Linked DNA regions of Mus musculus: regions 1, 3, 4 and 5 are each linked to region 2. The links are chromatin contacts, called in public ChIA-PET, Hi-C and promoter capture Hi-C maps. All regions are on one chromosome and are shown on one strand. The core of a region is the stretch at or near the end of the contact, and the rest is flanking DNA. Distances in the headings are between cores, read along the strand shown.

The links. Promoter capture Hi-C pulls out the DNA fragments that hold promoters and counts their contacts. Hi-C and Micro-C count contacts between places; a contact is called where the count stands out from the background. ChIA-PET counts read pairs in DNA pulled down with a chosen protein or histone mark.
Region 1: a Hi-C map of bone marrow-derived macrophages shows a contact between it and region 2, with 8 read pairs. The contact joins the enhancer-like site here to the promoter of Sp8 in region 2. A contact is called at or near these places in 6 of 39 promoter capture datasets (embryonic stem cells, hippocampal neurons, liver and 2 more), 10 of 484 Hi-C or Micro-C datasets (bone marrow-derived macrophages and embryonic stem cells), 13 of 115 datasets of contacts at active chromatin or transcription factors (VIP interneurons, bone marrow-derived macrophages, craniofacial prominence and 8 more) and 2 of 9 other capture datasets (embryonic stem cells and liver).
Region 3: a promoter capture Hi-C map of stem cell-derived epiblast-like cells shows a contact between it and region 2, with 4 times the contacts expected there. The contact joins the enhancer-like site here to the promoter of Sp8 in region 2. A contact is called at or near these places in 8 of 39 promoter capture datasets (the 3T3-L1 cell line, cranial neural crest, embryonic stem cells and 4 more), 11 of 115 datasets of contacts at active chromatin or transcription factors (bone marrow-derived macrophages, differentiating embryonic stem cells, embryonic basal ganglia and 5 more) and 1 of 9 other capture datasets (embryonic trunk).
Region 4: a contact with region 2 is called in an RNA polymerase II ChIA-PET map of memory CD8 T cells, with 8 read pairs. The contact joins the enhancer-like site here to the promoter of Sp8 in region 2. A contact is called at or near these places in 7 of 39 promoter capture datasets (the 3T3-L1 cell line, 3T3-L1-derived adipocytes, hippocampal neurons and 3 more), 1 of 484 Hi-C or Micro-C datasets (extraembryonic endoderm stem cells), 10 of 115 datasets of contacts at active chromatin or transcription factors (bone marrow-derived macrophages, embryonic forebrain, embryonic midbrain and 6 more) and 2 of 9 other capture datasets (embryonic tail and macrophages).
Region 5: a contact with region 2 is called in a promoter capture Hi-C map of pre-B cells, with 2.8 times the contacts expected there. The contact joins the enhancer-like site here to the promoter of Sp8 in region 2. A contact is called at or near these places in 5 of 39 promoter capture datasets (the 3T3-L1 cell line, hippocampal neurons, liver and 1 more) and 2 of 115 datasets of contacts at active chromatin or transcription factors (embryonic forebrain and stem cell-derived neural progenitor cells).

Annotation. Positions count from the first base shown.
Region 1 is chr12:117,867,045-117,870,018 of GRCm38.p6, forward strand. Cdca7l (cell division cycle associated 7 like) reads left to right here. Exons shown (of 10, transcript NM_146040.1): 3 at 2,962-2,974. Among named protein-coding and RNA genes, the nearest start is that of Cdca7l, 25 kb to the left of the region's middle. Within about 2 kb of position 1,372, at least 34 of the 459 cell types and tissues checked have an H3K27ac peak or open chromatin away from gene starts, as enhancers often do. A contact at or near this core is called in bone marrow-derived macrophages and pre-B cells, where this site is marked.
Region 2 is chr12:118,845,246-118,848,501 of GRCm38.p6, forward strand. Sp8 (trans-acting transcription factor 8) reads left to right here and starts at 1,988. Exons shown (of 2, transcript NM_001379379.1): 1 at 1,988-2,096; 2 at 3,134-3,256. The coding sequence starts at 2,076.
Region 3 is chr12:117,912,922-117,916,231 of GRCm38.p6, forward strand. Dnah11 (dynein, axonemal, heavy chain 11) reads right to left here. Exons shown (of 82, transcript NM_010060.3): 72 at 2,538-2,686; 73 at 1,585-1,712. Among named protein-coding and RNA genes, the nearest start is that of Cdca7l, 71 kb to the left of the region's middle. Within about 2 kb of position 1,855, at least 15 of the 459 cell types and tissues checked have an H3K27ac peak or open chromatin away from gene starts, as enhancers often do. A contact at or near this core is called in stem cell-derived epiblast-like cells, where this site is marked.
Region 4 is chr12:118,253,703-118,257,075 of GRCm38.p6, forward strand. It overlaps Sp4 (trans-acting transcription factor 4), which reads right to left. Exons shown (of 6, transcript NM_009239.4): 5 at 708-907. Among named protein-coding and RNA genes, the nearest start is that of Sp4, 46 kb to the right of the region's middle. Within about 2 kb of position 1,924, at least 31 of the 459 cell types and tissues checked have an H3K27ac peak or open chromatin away from gene starts, as enhancers often do. A contact at or near this core is called in memory CD8 T cells, where this site is marked.
Region 5 is chr12:118,156,598-118,159,737 of GRCm38.p6, forward strand. It overlaps Dnah11 (dynein, axonemal, heavy chain 11), which reads right to left. Exons shown (of 82, transcript NM_010060.3): 9 at 684-800. Among named protein-coding and RNA genes, the nearest start is that of Dnah11, 41 kb to the right of the region's middle. Within about 2 kb of position 1,419, at least 5 of the 459 cell types and tissues checked have an H3K27ac peak or open chromatin away from gene starts, as enhancers often do. A contact at or near this core is called in pre-B cells, where this site is marked.

The sequences.
Region 1 (2,974 bases), core at 122-2,621, 980 kb before region 2:
CAAATGAAACTAAAGACTTAGCCAGGATCCCACATTGGGAAGTGTTGAGTGAGGTTGGCTGTTGCAAATCCAGACTACCAATTTCCAGCCTCAACCTCCCGTGGCACTTTTTCTTTTCTTTACCTGTTTCTGTGACAGCACAGATGCTGGCTCTCTCTCAACATAGCCAATCCTCCCTGGCCCTCCCTACTGGGTGGATTCCTTTTCTCTCTACCTTGATATAAGTACATGTGGGCCTCAGGTTGCATGTCCCCAAAGAAGGAACTCATACCTGCAGGGTGCTTTCTACCTTCCTGGAACCTGACCTTTGATCTTGTTTAAAGCATGCAGCCCTCTGTATCGCCCTACTCACCAGGCACCTGAGGAAGTTTGCTGGTTCAGGTGGAACATGCCCATCTCACTGATACACAGGCCATGGCTCTCCAGTCCTCTCTCATGTCATACGAGCTTCAGAATAAAGCACTTAATCGCCCCTGATATTTCCTCCTGCTTACAGTGTTCGTTCTAGTAGATACTGGTTATTTGGTATGCCTTGGTAGCATAATTAGCAGCTTTCAGAAAACAAAGAGCTGTTTTCACAAGCATGCAGTAAGGCAGAGCCATGAAATGCAGACTAGCTTTATAGAGCCACATGGAAAACAGTTCTTAAGCCTTTAAGAGCAAGGTCGTAGCAAAGTTGTTTTGATTCCATCAGGACTGATCACCATTTCCTAGGATAGAAATTGCCAGGAATGTTGGAAGGTTGGAACTTGGTACTTTAAGGCTGGTTGCATTCTTTTTCAGGCTCTGTACAGGATCTCTTGATATTTACTGAACTTATGCATTGAGGCCCAGAAAAAGCCACCAGGGGCTGGCCAGATGTTTCCTGTACTGAATGAATGGGTTTCCTTAGCAGGCAGCATTACACTTGTCTTTCTTTAGGTGTATTTTGTGTGTATATGTATATATGCACCGCTTCTATGAGGGTTTAGTCCCTGAAACAGGAGTTAGAGATGGTTCTAAACTGCCGTGTGGATACAGGGAACAGAACCCATATCCTCTGCAAAAACAGCAAGTGCTCTTAAGCATTGAGCCATCTCTCCATACTTGTTCTTTTATTAACTTTAAACCCTGATCTTAAGGCTCACTTGACTCACACACTTGTGATTCATTTTGTCCAGCTGAGAGAAATGACATCAACTTGCACACAGTGTGTGTAGCTGACTCTGGGCTCCCTCCCTTAAACACAATTTGAGTTTCTCTTTAAATAAACTTCCCTTTTGTCTTTTTTTTCTTTTTTTCTTCTTTTTCTGCAGCTGCACCACAGCTAACAACAAAGGAAGGAAGTAATTTAGCCCTGAGCAAACTCATTCCAATTACCCATAATAATTCATAGGAGACATTCTTAAGCTTAGAGTGCTAGCTGTAGGCATTTCTTTCTCCATTGCCCTCTAGGTACCCCACTGTTACATATTTCCATTATATTTGCTTTTTTTTTTCTTTCTCAAAGATATCGGAGTTTGAAGAAGCATATAATTAAAGCCAGGAAAAGGCAGCAATGAAATAAAGGGTTTTAACCAAATATGGCCCAATAAGAGGTCACTGCTTTATGGGTTTAGAGACAGGGACCAGTGTCCTGGTGCAGTGTTTTAACCTTTCAGATAGCTGCAAGGGAGTCTCCCTTCGAGCTTGCCATACAGATAGCTGCAAGGGAGTCTTTCGTTGAGCTTACCATTCCTCCTCCTCTCTTCTTTCACACACACTCTTAGGAGAGCTGGGCTTCCCTGTTTCTTTGTAGTATTTCCAAAGAAAGTAAAAGTCATTATTGGAAAAATCTTTGCTCACCCCTCAGTCTGGCAAGAGGGGAGCTCCAGGGTGAGGAGGGTACAGATTTCCACCAGTTCCTCACATTGGCATCAATGGAAATGGAGCGAGTCCAGTCTGTAGCAATGGGTGAGGGTGTGAGGGTGTGAGGGCCTTGGCACTCCCTGTAGAGAAACCCACTGTATTTGATGGAGATACATGCTCGCCCACAGGAGACTGCTCCGTATGGCTATAGGGAGTAAAACAGCAGGCAGGTGTCTGTTTTCCACAAGTTTGCCATTCTTTGTGAAAGCCACCTGGGGCCTAAAACTCAACTCCAGCAACTCTCCCCAGCCATAGCAGAAGTGATTAAGACACTGTTGAGAGAAAATTTCTTATTTGTAACTCTTGATTTGTGTAAGGTTTAGAAAATGTCTGCTGTGAGCTGGGCCTGGTGGTGCATGCCTTCAATCCAAGCACTTTTTGGAGGCAAAGGCAGGTAGATTTCTTAGTTTGAGGTCAGCCAGGTCTACAAAGTGAGTTCTAGGACAGCCAGGGATATAAAAGGAAGGAAGGAAGGAAGGAAGGAAGGAAGGAAGGAAGGAAGGAGAGAAGGAAGGGAGGAAGGAAGGAAAATACATGCTCTGTGTTCTATTGTAGTTGTAAAAGATACATAATGTAGAGCAAGCCATTGTAGCCATTTTGAGTGGCATCAAGGGTAGTGTGCAGTGTTGTGTGGCTGTCTCCCCTGCCCACTGCAGACCACTCTCAATCAATAGAAAGTCTTGCCCATTAGACATGAGTTTCATCTCTCCTCACTGCCCCTGTAACTGCCATCCTTTTTCCTTTCTGTTCCTAGTAGTTGATTTTTCTTTTCTTTTCTTTTCTTTTTCTTTTTTTTTTCATTTTTGAGATAGGGTTTCTTTGTATAGCCCTGGCTGTCCTAGAACTACCTCTGTAGACCAGGCTGGCCTCAAACTCACAGATCTGCCTCTCCAGTGCTTGTGTTAACAGCATGCACTGTCACTGCCCCACTGTGGTAGTTGATTTTTGAGACAAGGTCTCACTGCATAGTCTAGGATTGGAATTCTGCCTCTACCTTTACTGCCCTTCCCCTCCAGAGTACTGGAATTCTAAGTCTGTGACACCAAGTCTCACTTTAATCTGTCTTTAATTTAGCAGAATGTGTGCT
Region 2 (3,256 bases), core at 738-3,237:
ACTGTATATTAGGTTCTTAAAATGAATATCATTATGGAAGGAGACCAAAGCAATGAAGTTAATTCTCTTTTATTTGTTAAACGGAGTTCCCTCCTTCCCCCACCCCTTCCTCCTTCTGGGCTGTCCTGTCACGCCTTCTCAACACGCTAAAATCATTCAGAGGGGCTTGCAGAGAGAAACAGGACATTTATGGTAAGCGTTAGCTTTCAGAGAAAGAAAGCAGTTCATTAATTTACTTCACAGTTACTTCTAAGTATGTGGATGTCCCTTACTCCCTTAATCAATAGATATGATGTACAGTCAATACCCCTGCACATGAAAAAAAAAAGGCTCAGAAGTGCAAATCCCTGCACAACAAACATTAGGTCTAACTGTGCAGGTGAAATTTATGCAAAGGATGAAGCCCTACTTTGGACTTCTGCATAACCCAGGAGAATTAATTTTTGACATCTTCAGAACCTGCAATACACTTGAGAACAACCAATTAAAAAAAAAAAGTCTCCCAAGTCAAAACACATCAGTTCTGTCATCTACTCACATTTTAATCAATTCCCCTTTAGTATTAGACTTCTGAGAGTCTTCCTAACAGGGTAAAATAGGAATTATTGTGGTTTTAAAATGCATGAATATTCAACAAGACTCCAAGGACTAGATTTTCTCCTTTCATACTGGTACTGGCCTTTTTGTGGCTTAAGAATTTCTGTTGTGGTGACCACAGAATTGTAATGACATTTCTGAAGGCAACTAATAATAAAAATAGCAAGTAAGTGACTAAAACGCAGAGAATTTGAAGTAAATGCGCATGATGACTCGAACGCACTGGTAGATGGCTTGCTCAAACCATAGATGCTCCTATAAATGCAGCCCGAAAAGCTCACCTCCATTCTTACATAAATAGTACCAACAGATTTCAGTCATTCTGATTTTTCTGTCAGAAAGGCACAGTGGGGTTACCTGAGAAAACTTATAAACTGGGTAAAATGCTCCTCAATTTCTCATCCAATGGGAGAAAAACACACCCCCTCTTACTCCTCTTTCCATCTAATCCTTTTGTAATTTTACTGCATGCCAAGGGGCAAACACACCTCCTCCAGGACGTGCACTTCCAAAGCTTGAATCCCACCTCTGGTAGAGGGTAAGGGCGGCCAGATCTAAGTAAGGACTCAAAGGCGCAGGCGCACACTTGCACCATATCACTACCCCCTTTCCAATCTTTCTATTTGACCGAAACATCAGGAAATGGAAGGTAAGTATCAAGATTTTCTTCAAAACTATACTGAAAGAGTCCAGGAAGCTGGGGGGGGGGGGTCACTCCTTTTTTTATGTTCAAAGGGCAGAGGAAGTTAGTAACTTGAAGATAGGACTTGGGGCGTTTATTTACTGGCCTCACTCAACTTCGCAGTTTCTCTATCCAGACCGCCAATCTCTTAGGCACGTACACTTTATTGTATTGTTTCGGTTCCCTACCCCTAGCTTTGGTGCTCGCGCGCACGCACACGTCGGTCTTCCCTCTCGATCGCGCGCACCCACTCTCCACCTACACCAAACGGGTGCACGCCTCTCCACACCCGGGATTGAACGTACTGTCGCTCCTGACTCCCTACGGTAGAAGGACTCAGTTACCTTACACACTTTCCAGCTCTGTCCCTGACCCCTTTTGTCACACACGTAGTTACTCGGCCCGCTCTCGGTGGTTGTACGACCACTCTCTGCCCTTGCTAGGTCACGGTTTTTGCGACCCTGCCCAGTTACCCCTCCGCTTTCTACACTGCTCTCTCCGAGGTGGGTCACACTCGCGATCATTTTTCACGCGCGCGCACACGCACACTCTGCGACACTCGCACCCCCACACTCCCGCCGGCGCCGATGACCTCACGGCGCGCGCGCCGCGCGGCCCGGCGAGGCCACAGATTGGCTGGCCGCGCCTCCGCGGCACTTCAAAGCCGGAGAGGGAGCTACAATTGTGGCGGAATGGGCGGAACTGATCATTGTATTGCACACCTCTAAAAAAAACACTGCCTCTGATTTATCAATATAAAAAAGATCCTCTGAGAGGAGGAGGGCGCTTCTGTGTGATGGCAACTTCACTTCTAGGGGTGAGTCTCAGGATCTTCTCTTGCTGGTTTAATTAGTTTCCTTTTATTGCCTATCGGAGGGGGTTAAAGTCGCCCCGGCCAGGCCACGGGCTATCAGTCTCTCTATTGAGAGCCACCACCACCCCCCTAAATACAAGTGAGTTTAGAAAAAAGAAAGGGGGGGGGGAGGAGGCAGAGCCACTTTTTTTTTTTTCAGCACAGGAAAGGTTCGTAGGGCATTGAGACCCGCCACCTCGCAGAGCCTGGCCGCTCCCTGCTCGGGAGAACTGAGCATAGCCCCTAATACACTCGACGATTTCGAAGGGGAACGCGAGTAAGTTTTTCCCTCCTGGGCATACTGCAGATTCTCCCCCTTCCCCTTAATATTTTTCCTCAGCCCGGTTTGTATTGCAGGTACGTTGAGCTCGTCTTATTTCTACCATTATAGAGAGATATATATTGAGAGAGAGAGATGAAGGGGGTGGAGAGAGAGAGAGAGAGAGAGAGAGAGAGAGAGAGAGAGAGAGAGAGAAGAAAAAAATGGAAGAGCGAGTAATGGAAGAGCCGGGGAGAAGCAACTAAGGATGGGTTGAGGGGGATCTGAAAAGAGTTTTCAAAGCTCTCTTGGGATTGCAGTGTAGTGATCTTAAACGCAATCCAGAAATTTCCCCAGGTTGTAAGGTAAAAAGGAAACTTCTCCCTCCCTAGTCTGGATTTGGACTTTCTGTTCGTTTGATCGAAAGCGTCTAGGGCTTTGTGAACACAAGAGTGCCGTCTTAGTTGAGAATTCTTGTTAAACTCTTCTTTAGCGTGGCGCTTTGCTCCAGAATCAGACGCTCGCCGCCAAACTTGTCCCCTCCTGTAGAGTAGGAGGCAGCCGGGCGCCGGGGCAGCTGGGGGTGCAGGGTAAGTTGGTGGCAGTGTGCAGCAGCTAGAGATGGGGAGCAGTGGGGCGTCTGGAGGCTACCAGGGGACTAATACACATTTCTTTCCTCCCTCCCCCACCGGCCCTTTGCCCACTACCCCTCCCCCACCCTTCTTCTCTGCTCCGGTCTCAGGAAGAACCGAGGTTGGGATCCACTCCTCTGGCCATGCTTGCTGCTACCTGTAATAAGATCGGCAGCCCCAGCCCGTCTCCCTCCTCCCTGTCGGACAGCTCTTCTTCCTTCGGTAAAGGCTTC
Region 3 (3,310 bases), core at 605-3,104, 930 kb before region 2:
CTCGGCAATGACTTTGAAGTTGGGGACTGAGAACCTGTGCAATGATTAGGTAATCCTCATATCTTTAAAACTACCCACTGTGCTCAAGGTAAATGACTTTAATGCTTGTGTTCATTCACAAGTCATCTGGTGCACATACTAGATATTCAGTTGCCACCCCACATCCTATGTCTTGATTATGGACTCCAGTAAAATGCTAACTCAATAGTCTGATGGAGGCTGTGTTTGTTTATAGTAACAATCATTTTAGGGGTTGGGTAGAAAACAGTTGACATGTATATCCATATTGTATCCCTATATATCCATATATGCAGATATAATTTACTATAAATTATAAGCAATGTAACAAGTTCCTACTATGTGAGCCTAGTCTTCCTTCAACGTCTTGCCTTTTATCTACCAAAGGGATTTTAGAACCTTTAGAAACCAGAATGGCTGAAGGCCTGACAAGGTCTCTCCTCTCCAGCTACTTTTTGTATGGTTAGACAGGTGGATAGTAGGCATATTTGGCTAAACAGATTCTACTTTGTATCTTCAGGCATGGAATAGCAATCTCAAAGCAGGCGCATGGCATAACAAAGTTATTAAGATAGACTTACAACTTAAATTTTAGGTGCTAACTGGAAGCTCACATAGGTATCGAAACAGGAGAAACTATTTACTTTGAGCCACTGGTTCTTTTGAGGATGACCATATCCTTGTAGCTTTATCTATAGTCTCAGCTTTTGGATGCATGAGGACTTACAATGGACTGTTACCTATACAAGATTTTAATGCACCTGCCATGTCTGAGCAACCACTGTGCTTCTGAGAACCGACTCCTTTACTGTTCCAGTTGACTCTGAGCATTACAAGGGGACACACTGCTCCAAGTTCCCAAGCAAAGGTCTTAATGAGATGTCATCTATGTAGAGAGCATCACCATTCCAGAATGGTACTTATAGCAGACAGAATCATATGTGTATTGTGTATACATATTGCATATATATGTATGTGCAAGTATTCAGTGTTCTGTGAACTTTGAAGTGTCACATAGCTTCTAATACTATGACATTAGTTTTCTCAATCAGGCATTCTCACTGGCCTGCCCTCGGGGTCCCAGCTAGCAGTAGCTTATATCATGACTTGTCAGGGCCAGGTACACCAGTTGCTGCACATAAAAGGGCCCCCAACTACCCAATGTGTGCTCTCTCTCTCTCTCTCTCTCTCTCTCTCTCCTCTCATTCTCTTTCTTTATCTTCCTGTCTGCCTCTTTGCCTCTATGTCCCTACTCTGAGAGAGCCTTTGCTCTTCCATCTCCTCTTACACTAGATCCAGTTGCATGGCATAGGTTCTTATCTGCATAGCACAGCCTGCTAAAGGTACACTCACCCCTTGCTTCTTTTATCCTACCAATTAGCATAGTCATCTCTATTAGCCTGCTCATTCTCATCCCTTCCTCACCGATAGGCATCATGAACATGTGGAGGGTCTGCAGATACCTCTGAGCTTGAATAAGGGCCCTGCTCTGCTGGGCAGGGCAGCAGAGTGTGAACCACCCCATGGGTTCACACCTGGTGTTTTTCCATGAAACTTCATCCTCACCTGAAGGATGACCCAGTGTCCTCCAGCGGCAGCTTTCTCCATTGCCATTTCCGCCACTAGTTCCTGACCTTGCCCTAGAGACACATTGTGGAATTTTCCAGAGTCAATCGTAAACCCCAGCCTTTTGCCTGTTGGAGAATTGGGGGTGGAGGGGAGACAAATGTTAACTTGAGAGGGGAGTCTGGAATTTGGAGGCCTAATGTTCGGCTGTGGCCACAGCTGCCACCTGATAGGCTACCTTCCTAATGACCTCCCTATTGTTTCCAATGGCATTATTTTGAGCTTTCTCCAGATGCCTCCCTACACGCATTTTGAAAAGCCCGTGGAAGTCGGCTCCTTTGGTTTTATGATAATGAAGCTTTTGACATTTTGATAGATGGCAGCATTGTTAGCGAGCTTTCTAAACTCCTGCAGGAGAAGGAGTTTTTCCCCCTCAGAGAAAGGAGCAACATGTGGTAGAAATTGCATCCGTTTTGAAGGGATTGGCTCATTGGGTAAATGTACTGACTCTCACCTTGTGAGGCTGCATTTAAATGGAGCCCAGGCAGGTCATAGCTACATTAACCTGGTATTCCTGGAGCAGGCTGTGGGGGTAGTAATCCAGAGCACAGAGTGACGGTGCCTCACACAATTGAATAGACTTGCCCTAATGACCATTATTTAGTCACAGGGGGTACGAGATTACATGAGCATGGAGAAAATTGCCCTCTGGCCCTCATATCGTCAAAAGGTGGAAAACAGTACAAAAGAACCTTGCATTATGCCAACCAGATGAATGTTCTGTTGGAGAAATGCTCCGGACTACAGTGTTGTTAGCTTTGCATTTTCTGCACACCCAATCTCCAACAAATGGGTCGGGGGTTGGGTGGGGGGGATAACTGAACAGAAAGGGTGGGCGGGAGCTGCAGGTTAGAGAGAGGGAGGGGAGGCCAGTGAGCCTCCAGGCTACTCACCGAGCACCTCTAAGTCTTTAAGGGCATCCACACCTGGAGACAGGATGAAGAACACCGGGGTGCTCGGGCTGCTTTCTTCAAATGCTTTGCCCAGGTCCAATCTAGTCCTCTCCACATACTTTGCTCCTAGTTTCTCTTCTACGAAATTCCTGTTTAAGAAAAGAACAACAGGCAGAACCGGAACACAACAAAAACAACAGCAACCCTCTTCCAACAAATAAAAACCTGTGTTTTCAACTTGAAAAGTGTCACTGCTTGGGTAAACTTCATTTGATGTACAAGAAAGGAACAAACAGTATTTGTTAAGAGGTGTTGTTCTTAGGGGAGCCTCAGGAATCCAAGTAGATTTATGCAGGTGGTGATCGCTGAAATTGCCTCTGACTTGAGACACTGACATTTGGAGGCCTACATCCATCGCATTTTGGGGTCCTCTTCTATGCAACATCAGCTGTCTACAAATGGCTTTGTAGCCCCCGAACCTCCTGCCTGCCGCATTCCTCCATTACTTATTAACAGTTCATTAGATTTGCCACAGTGCAATTTTCCAGCCTGCTGGGCTTCCCATGAATATACAAATGCTTTGGGGTGGTGGTGTTTCTAACAGGGGAGTGCAATTAAGCAGGGGTTATTTTCCAGTAGCATCAGATCTAGTGGAAAGCAAGTACTAGGAAGCAGAATGAATCGTAAGGAAGGGCTCCACAGAGGCCTCTGCAGAGGGAAAAATCGGTCAAACTAGACAAAGCAAAGGAAGAGCCCCAAGGCACATGGATGCT
Region 4 (3,373 bases), core at 674-3,173, 590 kb before region 2:
AGTAACAAAAAAATATAACTTGAGTGTTAAGTGGATGTTTGTTGTATTATTTTTGACACTCCCTGGGCTTGAAAAGGCAAAACAGAGTCACTAATACCATTATAGGGATTAAAGGGAAATACTCCCTGCCCTGACTTGACCTGAAGCTCCTAAGGCTTGAAAATCTCTACTCATGACTTAGTGATATAGCACCCCCCCAAAAAAAAGTCAACCAGCCATGCTGTACTTTTCCACCAGCTCACTGCACATGCTCCAAACACTATAAAACCCCTCCCCTTCACCCAGCCCTCTGCTGTTTAAGAGGTAGCTGCCATTCTGTTCTTCCCAGTAAATCTCTTATGTGATATTTGTTTTGTGGTATGACTTTGTGGTATTCTTTGGCTCCCAACTGACAAGATGCCCTTGCACTGGAAAAACCTATACAATCAAAATTTAATTCTCTTCTCATATATATATAATAAATATATACTCTTTAGAAAAATATATACATATACATACACACACTTTAGAAAAACATGGTATGGATTTAGCATCCTAATGAGCAAAAGGAAAAAATTCCAGGCCATATAAATCTGGTGATAAAATTTAGTAAGTAAAATAAATGTATGTCAGAAAGAAAGCAAGGCATCTTGACCTTCAACAGTGCAACTTTCACTAAGCACTCGAAAACGAAGTAGTATCTCTCTCTCCAAGAGAAACCAACTAACCTGTGTGGGTCCTTCTGTGTCTCTGAAGCTCATCGCTCCTTGTGAATCTTTTGCCACAAAACATCCAGTTGCATATGAACGGTCTTTCTCCAGTGTGCCATCGGAGATGTGCTCGGAGGTGAGAGGTCTTGCCATATACTTTCCCACACCCTTCAATGTGGCAAACATGCTGCTTCTTCTTTCCTGGTTCACTGCTGCCCCTAACAGAACAAAACCAATACCATTATACCCTAAACTCAGCTTCTATCTGTGCCAAAAACACAGGTAGGCCATCTACATGATTAGAAAATGCTTTTCTGAGTATGTCTGAACAAAAACACATGAGAAATTTTTTCATTAAGGAAAAAAAAATCAAATATGGTCATGTACTATATAAACACTTATATGAAAATGTGGTAAGCTTCAGAATTTATGTCTACTACATAGCTCAGACTGCCTGTACTAGCTATAATGTTGCAGTTATCCTCATATTCACGATTTCCCTGTCACAGACTCCCTATTGTTGGAGTTGTAGGCATGCTACCCACAGGTAGGAAAGAAAACAAACCTCTTGAGAATTATCCTCTAAATATCAAAAAGATAGTTAAAATATACCGTGCACACCTTTAATCCTAGCACTTGGGAGGCAGAGACAGGCAAATTTCTGAGTTTGAGGCCAGCCTGGTCTACAGAGTGAGTTCCAGAACAGCCAGGGAAACCCTGTCTTGGGGGGCGGGGGGAATACGGTTCTAAGATTCACTTGTAGAGCAGGTCAGTGTGACAAGGAATTCCATGAACCCCTCCCAGCAAAACTAATAAATTATAAATCTACCTCCCAATACACTATTCAAAAATCTCTGGTCATAGTCCTAAAAACTAATAACAGCAAAAACTAATATTCTCTCTGAAATCTAAAGTATGTAACAATGGAGTCTATAGATCTAAGACTAACTCCTTTTCTTCCTTTCCACCTCCATGACAAAGGAGAGTTACAGAACAGTACAGCCATGAGGGCTTCCTCCCTCCAGCCTCTTCCAGAGAGGGGCAGGGCACAGTGCTTCTCATTCTACTGCCTGTTGCTGAGGCTGAGCTCCTGTTGAGTGTGGCTAAAAGGCACCCAGTGCCCAACTTACTGAACTCTGCAGTAATTGTGACTGATGAAAATGATATGGCCTAGGTGTTTCCTGACCTTCATGCACAGTTCATAAATTAGAGCTGCCAAGCCGGAAGAGGCAAGGTTAAGAAAATGTGAGCCTATTGTCCCTGCCTCCAAGCACTCAGCTGTTACATCAGGTAGCACTCTACCACACTTGCCACTTAAAAGCCCCAATTCTAGCTAGAATGAACTCCAATCTCAAAGAAACTGACCATCTGTAACCATCTGTAAGAAAGCTGAAGTTTAACTGAAGGGCTTGTTTTTAAAAGGAAACCACTGTTGCAAAGGCACCTGAGGGAAAGATACAGCGTTACTCGAGATAAGGCAAAACCACAGGTTGGTGAATCTGTGAAAAGAAGCACAGGTAGACAGGGAGAGTGAGCTTTGAGATCGGAAAAAAACATATGCTCCCAGAAGTCAACAAAGCAATAAAGCTTCAGCTAAACTAACCAAGACAAAAAGACTCAATTACCCCACTCACAAATAAAAATCATTATCAATCTCATGAAAATAAAAGGGCTCTTAGAGGAGCATTAAGTGTCACCAACCACCTAGGCTGACACATCTTAAACAGAAAATTTGAAAAACAAACAAGCAAAGACAAATGGTCAAAGTAAATCTGTAACAAAAAGAACTAGTCAGAAAAAAAACTACAAAGCGGAGAGTCAAATAGCTTTTCTCGTGAAATCCCTTTCCCCTGTATGTATAAGTTTTTGCTTGTTTTGAGACAAGGTCTCACTATACAGCACTGACTGTCCTGGAATTCATTAAGTAAACCAGATTGGCCTAAAAGAGAACCAACTGACTCTGCTACCTAGTGCTTGGGATAAAGGTTTGTACTATTATAATCACCTCCTGCTCAGTGTGTGTGTGTGTGTGTGTGTGTGTGTGTGTGTGTGTGTGTGTGTGTGTGAACTTTTTCAAGCTTTTCAAAGACTTGTTCAAAGAAGAAAACTACAGGGAACACTTCCCAATTCACTTGAAGGCCAATATACAAGAAAAGTAGAGACAAGCACCTCATGAACACATATGAAGAGAATCCTCAACATCAGCAAACTAAGCAGTGTATGGCACATGCTTATGATGCCAGCATTCCCCAGAGACAGAGACACAAGAGAGGCTGGCAGAGAGAGGGAGGGGGAAAGGAGGGGGAAAAGGGTGCAGCAGACAAAATCCAGTCACTTATAAAGAGAATTATACACCATAACCAGGAGGGTTTTACCATACATATGCAAAAATCCTTTGACTTGTAACAACTATACAGATTTTTTAAAAGCTCATAATTATTATAATAAATGCAATAAAGTGTTAGGCATTAAAAACCCTTTATGATTAAAATGAGAGAAAGAGAGGGGGAGAAAAAGGCAATGGAAGGGAGCTTCCTCAACTTAATCCAGGGTTCTAAAGTTGTATTTAAACAGTGAGAAACTAGATGATCTGTTCCCCTACCCTGAAAAAAAAAAATCAGATATTCTCCAAGGTGGAATAAGAAGTAAAACCAAAATTAGACACTATTAATGTATCTCTATAA
Region 5 (3,140 bases), core at 169-2,668, 690 kb before region 2:
TCTCCCCAGCCCTCCCATACAAGCTGGGCAGCACTCTACCTACACCCCCCACCCATCTCACTCATCCCCAGTCTTTTACATGATTCTTAACACACATTTACATTATAAAGTTCATTCACTAAACATTCTTTCATGCTTCAATATCTCTAATGTCAGAATGCATTAGACAATCAATGAAATTATAATTACTTTAGCAGCATTTTTTCCCTTATTGACACATAAATAATACCTGGCAATCAATGGTGTCTTACATCCAATGAAATAGGGAAAATAAGTCATTATTTGTTTCAGTCAGAGTAATAAAGTAGGCAGATGATCCCAGCATGGGCAAACAATATAAAGAAAAGAATTATTGAAATTATGGATTTTTTCTAAACTTTTCAATGTGGCTTACCATTGAGTCGATATTTCATTGGCCACATTCAATTTGTTCTACAGGAAATAAGAGCTAAAATATAGCGAATGACAGAGAAGATCAAAAATTAAATGTCCTGAACATGACCTTCCCAGAGTAAACTTCATTATTCTCTAGTGTAGTATCCAAACCTCATTATTCCGTGGGCTGAAGATGGAGGGAATGTGGCCAACTGGTTAATACTTTATGTGAAACAGAAAAGAACAGGCTTGGCCTTTTCATCTAACAGTCTAATTATTCACTTTCTTGGAAGCTTCCTTTAACTAACCTTAAATGCAGACTCCAAACCACTGCAGTTGCTGAGACCTTCGCAAAGCAGCGTCCCAAGCCTTCTGTCAAAATCCAGGGTTCTGGACTTAAATTTGAAATAATCACTTTCGAACTCCTGTGTCATACAAAGTAAAGTGTTAGTTACAGAGGAGACTCCAACATGAAAACAGCAGCCAGGTTAGCTTGACCTTGTTTTCCCCTAGCTGCTCAGTTTATTTTATTTTATTTTATTTTATTTTATTTTATTTTATTTATTTATTTATTTATTTATTTATTTATTTATTTATTCATCTGTAAGGAGATTCCAGAAAAGACCAAGGAACAGCTGCAACAGAGCACTGCCTGTGTAGCAGGCTACCCATGTCTTCACGAGGCTCAGCCTTTTCAGTATGATGGCTCCCACGCTTGGATGTGGACATCCGTGTGCCTGCCTTCCTCCTCCTATCTTAACCATAAATAAAGAGAACAGTTTCTCAAAACATCCCCATTAGAATTTTAGGTCATCTGTAAGTTCCACAGAAAAATTTTTGTTTATTTCTAGGGTGGAAAACCTGTACGTGAAAATGCTGTCTCGTGGGGTAAGTACTGAAACCGCGCATCCGTGAGATACCTTATGAGTGACAGAGGAACTGGAAATACTCAGATATTTTTTTCCAGGTTCTCATTAATATGCAGCTGGCAGCTTCCTCCTCATGCATAACCACCCTCTCTCGTAATTTAAAGGAAGGAAACTGGGAGGGAATGACTACAGCTTTGTCTTCACAGTGGCACAGTTGCCTTCAGTAAAGCTTTCCCTAGGGACACACAGCCTTCCTCGTGCTCCACAGTTGGGATGCCTGAAGTGCTTGCCCTAGGCTTGCACAGTGAGGGCCTTCCCCTGTCCACCAACAAAATCAGCGATAACAATCGCTGTAACCACATCCACATCTGTTTGGCTCAGGGCTTTACACTAACTCAATCTTTACAACATATGGCACAAGTTGATATTGATTTTCCATTTTGTAAATGGCAAAATAGACCCCAGGTAGCAAGTGCATTTTTTTTTTTGCATTCTAAATAAACTCAATGTATGTTATTCCTTTAGGACAGTAGTTGCCAACTTGCTTCCTATTGCCATTGACCATTGGTGCAAAAGGAAATTAGGTAGACATGATTAGTCACTGAATATATTTGTTGCATTGACCCATTTAGGAAAATATTAGTTATGGGGGAGGACTTTGTAACTTGATATCATTCATTTCTGTCTTCTGTTTAAGACTGTATCTAATCATTGAACTGTAATAGTATATGACATATATAACATAATATATATTATAACATATAATACAGCTATGCATAGAACCCATCCTTTGGCTTCTGGGAGGAAATGCAGCCACAATAGTCTCAGAATTTCTATGCCCCCAGATTCCATGATGAAATCCAAACAGGTAGGGATAGTGATTTCTGACAGTGAAGAAAGGGCAGGCGCTCCTGACTAAATGGGACTTGTGCCATCTTAAGGCCTGAGAGAGACTCATGTATACCCCAAAACAGGAGGGAAGACACAGTGGGTTCTGAGAGTTGAGAGCAGCCCTTGCCCAACCCTGAATCAGCTGGTGCCTTGATTTTGGACTTCCCAGCATCTAGCAGGTGAAAAATAAATGTTTCCTGTTCACCAAGCACCCAACATACACTGTTGTTAAAGCAGCCTGAAAATGCTGAGCAGGTAGGTTTCTTACAACAAGTTTAACCTGGAGTGGGAATTACAGCTCAGGTCAGACTTCTGAAATCTGTGTCACAAACCACAACATTTAGCATCAAGAGGATGGTCTCCTGAATTCTGCGAAGCAGCCTCTCCATTCAGGAATCACGGACTTAGAAAAAAACCACAACTTCTCAGCAAGTTTTAACAAGCCTCACACATCCCACTTCTCAGGATAGAAACTGAGAGTACACTGTCTGTAATCCTTAACTATTTAACCCTTGGAAAGAATGAGCAATATCAGAAGGGGACGACACAGAATCTCTACCCCAGACTCACATATACACATGAACATGCACATGAGCACACACATGCAAGGACAGGCATACACATACACATGCACACATATAAACCACACATCCATGTCCATGCTCAGACATGTCCCCCACATGCATGCACATGTACACATAATGCACATATTCATACGCACATGAAAACTATGTGCATGCATGCACATCCACACATGCAAACATGCTCTTTTGCTCTCTTTCTCTCCTCCACACTATATTCCTAAAATCAAATTTAGAAATGGCCCCAAGGGACCTATCCCTTAGAAAATCTAGCAGGGAGGTGCTGGGAAAGATAATTCAGTGGGTCAGAGTCTGACTTAGGTCCTTGAATAGCAAGGACCTAAGTTTGATTCCCAGAATCCACTAAAGGATAAGCAACAGCCTCAGTCATTCATGCATACACACACACACACACACACACACA